Linked DNA regions of Mus musculus: region 2 is linked to region 1. A link is a contact called in public HiCAR-type data. All regions are on one chromosome and are shown on one strand. The core of a region is the stretch at or near the end of the contact, and the rest is flanking DNA. Distances in the headings are between cores, read along the strand shown.

Region 1 (3,875 bases), core at 1,263-3,762:
AATTAATACACTTCCATGAATTTATATGGAAAGAATGAGCATTGACCACATTTTATGCTATCGGAAATTGTACAGTACTTTTTTTGGGTCTTTATACCTAAGTACCATAATTAGTAAGGGAAAATATTTTTCTTCTTTAAAAAAAAAAAAAAAACAAGCCAGGAATGGTAGCATAGGCTTATAATCCCAGGACGTGGGATGTGGAATCAGGAATGTCAGTAATTCAAGGTCACTGTGTGTAACATGTCCTGGGTTAGATGAGACCCTATCTCAAAACAAACAAACAGACAGACAGACAAACATACAAATAAACCAAAGAATTAAAGCAATTGGCAAATCACCCAACACGTACTAACATTTTGTAGATAAAATTTTCTTCCTGAATTTTCCTCACACAGGAAGCAGCTGGAAGGACCAGTATGGGCTATTTCATTTCCCAGCCAGTCTGGTGAAATATGAGGTTCAGGGGAAGCAGACCAAAGAGAGCCCAAATCTTGCTTGGAGGGCCAGGGGTCACCTCCATAGGTTTGGGGTTCGCCCTTTCTCTGGACTTGTTCACTTCTGATTTTAGTTTAGTTTAGATGCTTAGGCAGGATGTATCTAGGGACAAGGCTCTTTCCTGGAACAGGCTGAGTTCTTCTGAGGGACAGGCTGTGCCCTGGTTAGCTGTTCCCAGCCCCCCCCCCCATTTCCTCAGACAGGTTTCTTCCCTTGCCCCTTCCCATGGCAGTGGTGGGACTTGCCAGGCTGGCCTTCTACACTGACCACCCTGTGTCCCATGGCGCCCACTTGTCCCCTTGTTGCCTCTGATGTTGTTTTGGCTCCAAGGTTGTTTTGGTTTTTGAGGGTCTGTGTTTGTTTGTTTGTCTTTGCAATGCTAGGGACCTAAGCCCAAGCCTCGTGTATGTTAGGCAAGCTCTGAGCTGTGCCCTGCCTTAACTCTGAAGTGTGCTTTAACTTAGTTAGCCCTCTGCCCCCATTTCCTCTCAGCCACTCTCCTATCCAGAAGCCTGTCTTCTTGAGCTGTATTTCTAGTGCTCTGTGCTCTGTCCCAAAGCTTGGACCAAGCTGTTGAGGGGACAGAGCCCTCTCTTTCTGTGGCCTTGCTCTGTAGCCCGGGACTTAGGTGATTTTCCATGTCCCATTGCTGGGTTGTCTTTCCGTGGACTGTATCCGTGGATGTGGTGAAATCTATGGGGCTTTGAGGTTTATCAGCATGCAGGCATTTGGGTCTCTTTCTGGGCACACTCCCAGCCTCTCCTGCCAGTAGCAGCCGCAAGTGCACGTGAGCAGAGGAGCACAGGGAACGCCAGGGCCCAGGCCAGCTCCTTCTTCCAGTCTTGAACTTCTGAGAGTAAAGGGCAAGCCCTGATGATCTCCCTTTAGAGAGACAAGGCCCAGAGTTACTCAGTCTCGGCCCTGCACATCTATCTTAAAGTGTGTTGAGCTTATTTATAGATTCTAGCCATAATACCCCCACCTCACCCTGCTCTCTCTTATCTACAGGAATTTTAGTGACCACTAAACTGAGGGAGGATCTGTGAGGGTTAATTACACATCCCCATCCCCTCCTCACGCTCTTGTTGCTGTTGTTTTTCAAGTAGCTTTACTGACTGTCCCCTCTGTTCAGATACTCTGCAGCCCCTTGGTCTCCACAAAGGCCTGTGAAGCTATAGGCAGCAACCAAATCAGTCATAAATTAGGATGCTGGATCTTGAACACAGATGTCTGGCACCCCCACAGCTTCCCTCCAGTGTGCATGTGGAATTTTGAGCATCAGAAATAACTGCAGCCACTAGGTTCCTTCATTGGAATCCTGTGTGGCCAGTGACTTGAAGTAGGCCACCCTCTGGAGTTAAAGCAAGGTGAAGGCAAAGAAGGGCACCGTAGTAAACACCACAGATGTCAAGGACACAACTAAGCCATTTTCTGTCTCATCTAAGAATATTAATGTTTCATCGATTTGTGCCTCTTTCAAATGCCTTTCTTCATCAGGCTACTAGGATCAGGGCCTATGCCCTGGCTGGTGCTCTACCCCTATGCCTAGGATAGATATGGGAGGCATTCTGAATATCTGTATTATCAGTACCCTTGCCAATGACAGTGGCATCACTAACTGAGCTGTGTCCTTGCAGCTTTCCAGGTGGTCAGCAGCCATGCTCCCCTCACCCCACAGCATCCTCTGATCGTGTAGCAAGGGTATCCTGATGCCCAGTGTGGACAGCAAATCCTACTGGGACAGCAGCAGTGTGCTGCTAGGAAGGGAGGTAGAATGGGGTAAAACTGGTGCTGGATAAATGGACAAAGAAATTGCATGGATTTCAAAGAGGTGCCTACGAGGCCAGAGCCCAGGGTTCAAGTGTCCTGAGTCACTGTCCAAGAAAATTGAGTTCTGGTACACATAGGGGACAGATGTGGTTAGTTAGGCCTTCCACTGTGCAGCCTGACCTAGCCGGTGCTGCTGGCCCAATGGCAGAACAGCCACAACACTAGTTTCTTCCGGCTCCCCCTGCTGGTTGGGTTGCAGCCCCTGCCCATAGGAATGTGCTGGGAAGCAAGGCCAGGCCTGGGCTGTCCAGATCTGGCTGAGCAGCAGGCTCCGACCATAGTGGAAGAAGGGTGGGACTCAAGGAGATGGCCCCACTGTACTGGCAAAATGGCTTTCCTAATACTTCCTGGAGGGGATTTGCGTGTATCCGTCCGTTCACTGTAAAGAAAAATGGGGGACTCCAACCATCTAAGCCTGACAACCAAAAATAAACGAGTGCAGGTAGAAGAGACCTTCGGGACTTCACTGCTGAGAGAACAGAAGAAGATCTGCTTTGAGAAAGTAGAGATCAGTGCTGATCTACCTAGACCTCCAAATATCTGCAGCTCATTTCCCAGAGAATGCAGGGAAATTGATGACGGAGGCCCAGAACTCTCCATTGAGTCATGAATAAAGCCGACAGCTTTGGTTTTTTTTTTTTTTTTTTTGGTGTACTTAAAGACTAAGCACCAAGTGGCCACAGATCTGAGTGTATTAGGGGAAATGGAAAATACTTTGGCAACTAAAGCAGCCGTCTCTGAGCTCACTCTCTGGCTGGGATCCTGATGGCCTGGGACGTTCGGGGAGCCTTTTTGTGCACAGTAGCAGATTTCAGAGCCAGCTCTGGAAAGACAAGCTTGCGAGTGTTTTGCTTGGCACGTGGCAGCCACCGTTCTACCAAATGTAGGCGCAGGTTTCCGAGTCTTTCACTTTGGGAGTCATCTTCCATTTCCTTTGATGACGTTTGCACCTCTGGATACTCTTTATAGCACTCAGAGAAAGCAGGGTGGTTAGCTTAGAGATGACAGGCCAGTGCTGCCCCCACAGGGTGGCTGTGGAGTGGGGTGGTGCCAGCCGGGGGAACTAGTCTCTTCCACCCCGCAGCAGAAGTTAAGGGTCAGAAGAAGAGCCATGCATGCAAATACACCCTCAGCTTTGGCTCCAATTCTCTGAGCCCTGTTTTGTGCACCTCAGTGGTGGATCTGAAGACTCTAGAACCAGGCTGCACCTAGCCTTGACCTGTGAGCATGGTATCCATGCTGTAACAAAAGAAGGGGCAGGAAAGAAAGGAAGGAGGGGGGGAGAAAGGGAGGGAGGGAGGGAGGGAGAGAGAAAACTAAACAGTCTTGCTGATGTTGAAGTGTGTCTTCTCATGGCTGATGCACAAGTCAATGGGATGAGACAAAGAAAGCGCATGTGAAGTAATGAAGGCGCACATGGCACAGCCACTGTTTACAGATAACACCATTAGCCACTATAAGAATTATGCAGTGAGACAATTTAGGATAACCAACTGAGGTATAATAGAAAAAATTTATACTACATTATTAAAATTAGATGGAAAAAT
Region 2 (3,624 bases), core at 899-3,398, 130 kb before region 1:
CAGCATGGGGCGTGAGGCAGCTGGCCTCGTGGTGCCTACAGTCAGGAAAAGAGTGGTGAGCAGTCAGGCTCTGCTCTCTTTCTCCTTCTCGTTCAGTGCTGGATCCCAGCCATGGGCTGCTACTGCTGGCCATGTTTAGGGACAACTTCAGTTAACAACTTTAAAAGTGCCCTCAGAGACTTGCCCAGAGGGTTGTCATCTGATGACTCGAGACCCTGTTGAGTTGAGGATATTAACCATCGTGACCTGAAAAAGGAGTTTCACGTGGAGTGAAGACAGATGGTGTGTTGGCGGCTTTCAGTGCTGCTCTGCCTGGTATTCTGGGGATTTCTTTCCACCCTCTGCTCTTCCAGGGCATCATTAAAGGATGCTGGCTATAGACAAGAGTTTCCCAGAAGTCTGTTGTTCTGTCACCAGCTGAAGTTGGGACAGACCCAAGTGGCTGAGTGTCCAGCAAATTCAGCAAGATGCAAAGCTTCTCCGGGTGCCCTTGGTCTTCACAGTTTCTGGCCACCTCTCCCCATGGTGCCCCTTCCCCACAGTCAGATCTCCCAGTAGTTAGACCCACCTTTACTCAGTCATACATCAGTCCACTGTGCCAAGACACCACCACTTGAGAGACAAGGATGGCAGGAACTCCAGCATGAGACAGACATGCAAATAAAAGCGGACAAGAAGTACAAGGTCACAGGGCACCGGAGGGTTGGGGAAAACATGCAGTGAGCATGGTATGGGTGGGTGAATGAGAGAGCCAAGAAGGCCAGCAGCCCAGACCACTGCAGAAGCAGAATGTCACAGCTCCCATGTGTCTGAGCGCTAGCTGCACAAGTTGGTTATCACAGAAAGTGTGTTCAGGCTCTACAAGATCAGGGCTACAGCTTCAGGGACAAGGACTGATAGTGAGGACCACAGTAAAGGAATGGCAAGAAAAGAGCCTCGAAGCCTAGGTCTAGAGACTCAGTAGCACACACAGAGCCAAACACAGGGCCTCTGGGTATCTTCAGGGAGCAAGAGCCTATGAAAGGGGCTGGACTGGGCAGGTAGATTCTCTGGCTCTGAGTTGGGCATTGTTAGGCATGTTAGGGCAGGGAGCCTTAGGTGGACTCAGCTCCAGAGTTTGAGCTTAGCGCTGAAGGATATTTATTTATTTATTTATTTATTTATTTATTTATTTTTGAGGCAGGGTTTCTCTGTATAGCCCTGGCTGTCCTGAAACTCACTCTGTAGACCAGGCTGGCCTCGAACTCAGAAATCCGCCTGCCTCTGCCTCCCTTGTGCTGGGATTAAAGGTGTGCGCCACCACGCCCGATAAGGATTTTTAAAAGGAGAAAGCTTCCCCCACCCTGCCCCTTTTAGCTGTCTACTCCGAGGTAGACCTCTCTGGAGTGGTGAGGGTGGTCAGAGGATTCTGCAGGACTATAGATCTGGAGAGTGGTGGTGAGAATGGCAAGTCTGGTGAGGGCTGCTTCCAGCTGCTGTGAGTGCAGGGCAAGCAGAGAAGAGGACCAGGGCCTGAGGTAGTGGAACGGATCCTAGAGTAGGATGATCCTAGCACAGCTCGGGACTTTGCCTGTGGGGGGGTGAGGTTAAAAGGATCAGAGGTCCAGGCAGCATGGAGACTGAGAAGGTAGACGTGGGGATGGAGGAGCACTGCGTGTGGGTGATGGCTGTGCTGTGGGGCAGGGGCTGAGGTGGGGTTGAAGACAAAGGCCCTTAGATGAGGGTCTGAGGGCAAGAAGGGGAAAGTGAAGTTGTACCAAAAGGCAAGAGAGCAGGCAGCACTGTGGACGAACCCACAACCAGGGGAAAAAAGTGAGTTTGGCCTGTAACCTAGGAAGGTGAGACCCAGAGTGGACAGCCACCTTCCCTGGGTGCCAGGCATTAGGTCTGAAGAGATGCTCAGCATCTTCCTGCCTCACTGTCTGCAGCCTTAGAGAGGACTGCCTCTGGACAGGGAAGAGGTGGGGCATTGAGAACAAATGTTTGAGGCAGAGGGCCATTGTGTAAGGAATTATTTCAGCCTCCCTTCATGTGGAGCTGGAGACTTGACTGCCATCTGTGGGACACTTGCTGCTATGTACATAGGCTGGACTGCAGGAGCCCAGGGCTCAGTGCAGGCCCACAGTTCCCCAGCAGGGGTGCACTGGGGCTCGGGGAGACACTGCTGTATGGGTCGGGAGCTGACCCTCTGGCCTATTGTCTGGCTGTGCTGCCTCCTCTGAAGACATGGACATTCCAGAGAGCCGAGATCAATGTTGGATGGGGGACAAACCCTGCGTGTCCTCGATTCCCTTTGGCTCTGGGAGAGGGGGGAGAGCTGCCAGCAGGCAGTCGCCTGTGGTGAGGAGCGAGGTTTCACTGACATCATTGAAAGCCCTCTCTTGGGTCAAGTTCTGGGCAGTGTGCACAGAAAAAAGCAAAGCCGCGGTCACTTCTTTCATGGATGGCAAAGCCCTCGGCAGCCCTGGCTCCTATTTTTCCTTTGGAGCCAGAGACCTGTTTCTCTGACCATCTTCCTGACTTGCCTAGAGCCTTCCCTCCTCTTTTCTACTCAGGAGGCAGTCCATACTCCTTCAGCATCCCATGGGGTCTGTAATAGCTAGCCTACCTTGCTAGTTCTCCTTCATGTCCCCTCCCATTTTACTTCCTGCAGGCTGCCCCCTCCACCTGGAGTGTCCAGATGCCTCAGAAGATGGGGTGCAGTTGTGCAGCTAGAGCTTCAGGGTTCTGTGACTTCCTTTAACCCACTCCTGTAGACACCTTTGCCTCTAGTAGTCATTTGACTAGTCTGCTGGTTAAAGCCTCCTTCCTAGATTATAACCGCAGGACTCTTCCCCCATCTCCTGGGACCTACTGCGGTGCCCAGTGTTGTTTGCTGACTGTATTTAGGGGGAGACTGTTGTGATGAGTCCCTTCCTACCTGCTGTCTGTGCAGTGCTGCTTCCCTCTGTTCAAACTAAAGAATGAGGTATCAGCACCATGCACTTGTCATCCAGTGAGAAGAGGGGGGCTCCTAGCACAGGGCTCATCAGAGTGGATGCCAGCAAGCGCTGAAGGCCTCCCTCTGCTGCTGCTGCTCTTCATTTACAGCTGTCATTTGTTCTTTGGTCTCTAGTTTTTTTCCTGTCTAGTGACTCTTGTCACACTGAAAACACAGTAGAAAAGGGTCCTCTTCAGCTGAGGCATGGTGGACACAGGAGTCAGGTCTGGCTGTAGACCTGGCCAGCAGCACATCAGAATTAATGCACTTTGGAACTTTGAGACTCATTTTTTCTCTTTTCTTGAGCATGGATATGACATGAGTACTGGTGAGAAACCAAATTTCCTTTTAAGTGAATTAATAACCTGACACTAAACAGAGGCCTTGCTCACAACACAGAACAGAGCCTCACAGAGCAGCTGTTTTCACCCACAGGCTGTCTGGGCTCTGGCTTTAGGAGCAACAGCTTGATCTCAGGCAGGGTAATGGGGGAGGGAGTGGCAAGCCCTGCTGGTGAGATCTGTGAGGAATCTGGCTCTGCTGTTCTCTAGCTGGGAGGCCTAACTAAGGCCAGTGCCTTTTCCTCTTGCTGTCTTCCTTTCCTTATCTGTAAAATAGCTGGGAGGGGCCTTCAAGGTGGCTCA

The links. HiCAR-type assays count read pairs that join an accessible place to other places.
Region 2: a HiCAR-type map of astrocytes shows a contact between it and region 1, with 3 times the contacts expected there. The contact joins two enhancer-like sites. A contact is called at or near these places in 4 of 484 Hi-C or Micro-C datasets (CD8 T cells, bone marrow-derived macrophages, cerebral cortex and 1 more), 5 of 115 datasets of contacts at active chromatin or transcription factors (the HPC-7 cell line, astrocytes, embryonic stem cells and 1 more) and 1 of 9 other capture datasets (embryonic stem cells).

What each region holds. Positions count from the first base shown.
Region 1 is chr2:33,184,093-33,187,967 of GRCm38.p6, reverse strand. The region is part of intron 8 of Ralgps1 (Ral GEF with PH domain and SH3 binding motif 1); the gene reads left to right. Gm13528 (a long non-coding RNA gene) reads right to left here. Exons shown (of 3, transcript XR_866131.3): 3 at 2,958-3,875. Among named protein-coding and RNA genes, the nearest start is that of Gm13528, 11 kb to the right of the region's middle. Within about 2 kb of position 2,512, at least 40 of the 459 cell types and tissues checked have an H3K27ac peak or open chromatin away from gene starts, as enhancers often do. A contact at or near this core is called in astrocytes, embryonic fibroblasts and heart atrium, where this site is marked.
Region 2 is chr2:33,315,280-33,318,903 of GRCm38.p6, reverse strand. All of the region lies in intron 4 of Ralgps1 (Ral GEF with PH domain and SH3 binding motif 1), which reads left to right. Among named protein-coding and RNA genes, the nearest start is that of Ralgps1, 54 kb to the left of the region's middle. Within about 2 kb of position 2,148, at least 163 of the 459 cell types and tissues checked have an H3K27ac peak or open chromatin away from gene starts, as enhancers often do. A contact at or near this core is called in astrocytes, embryonic fibroblasts and heart atrium, where this site is marked.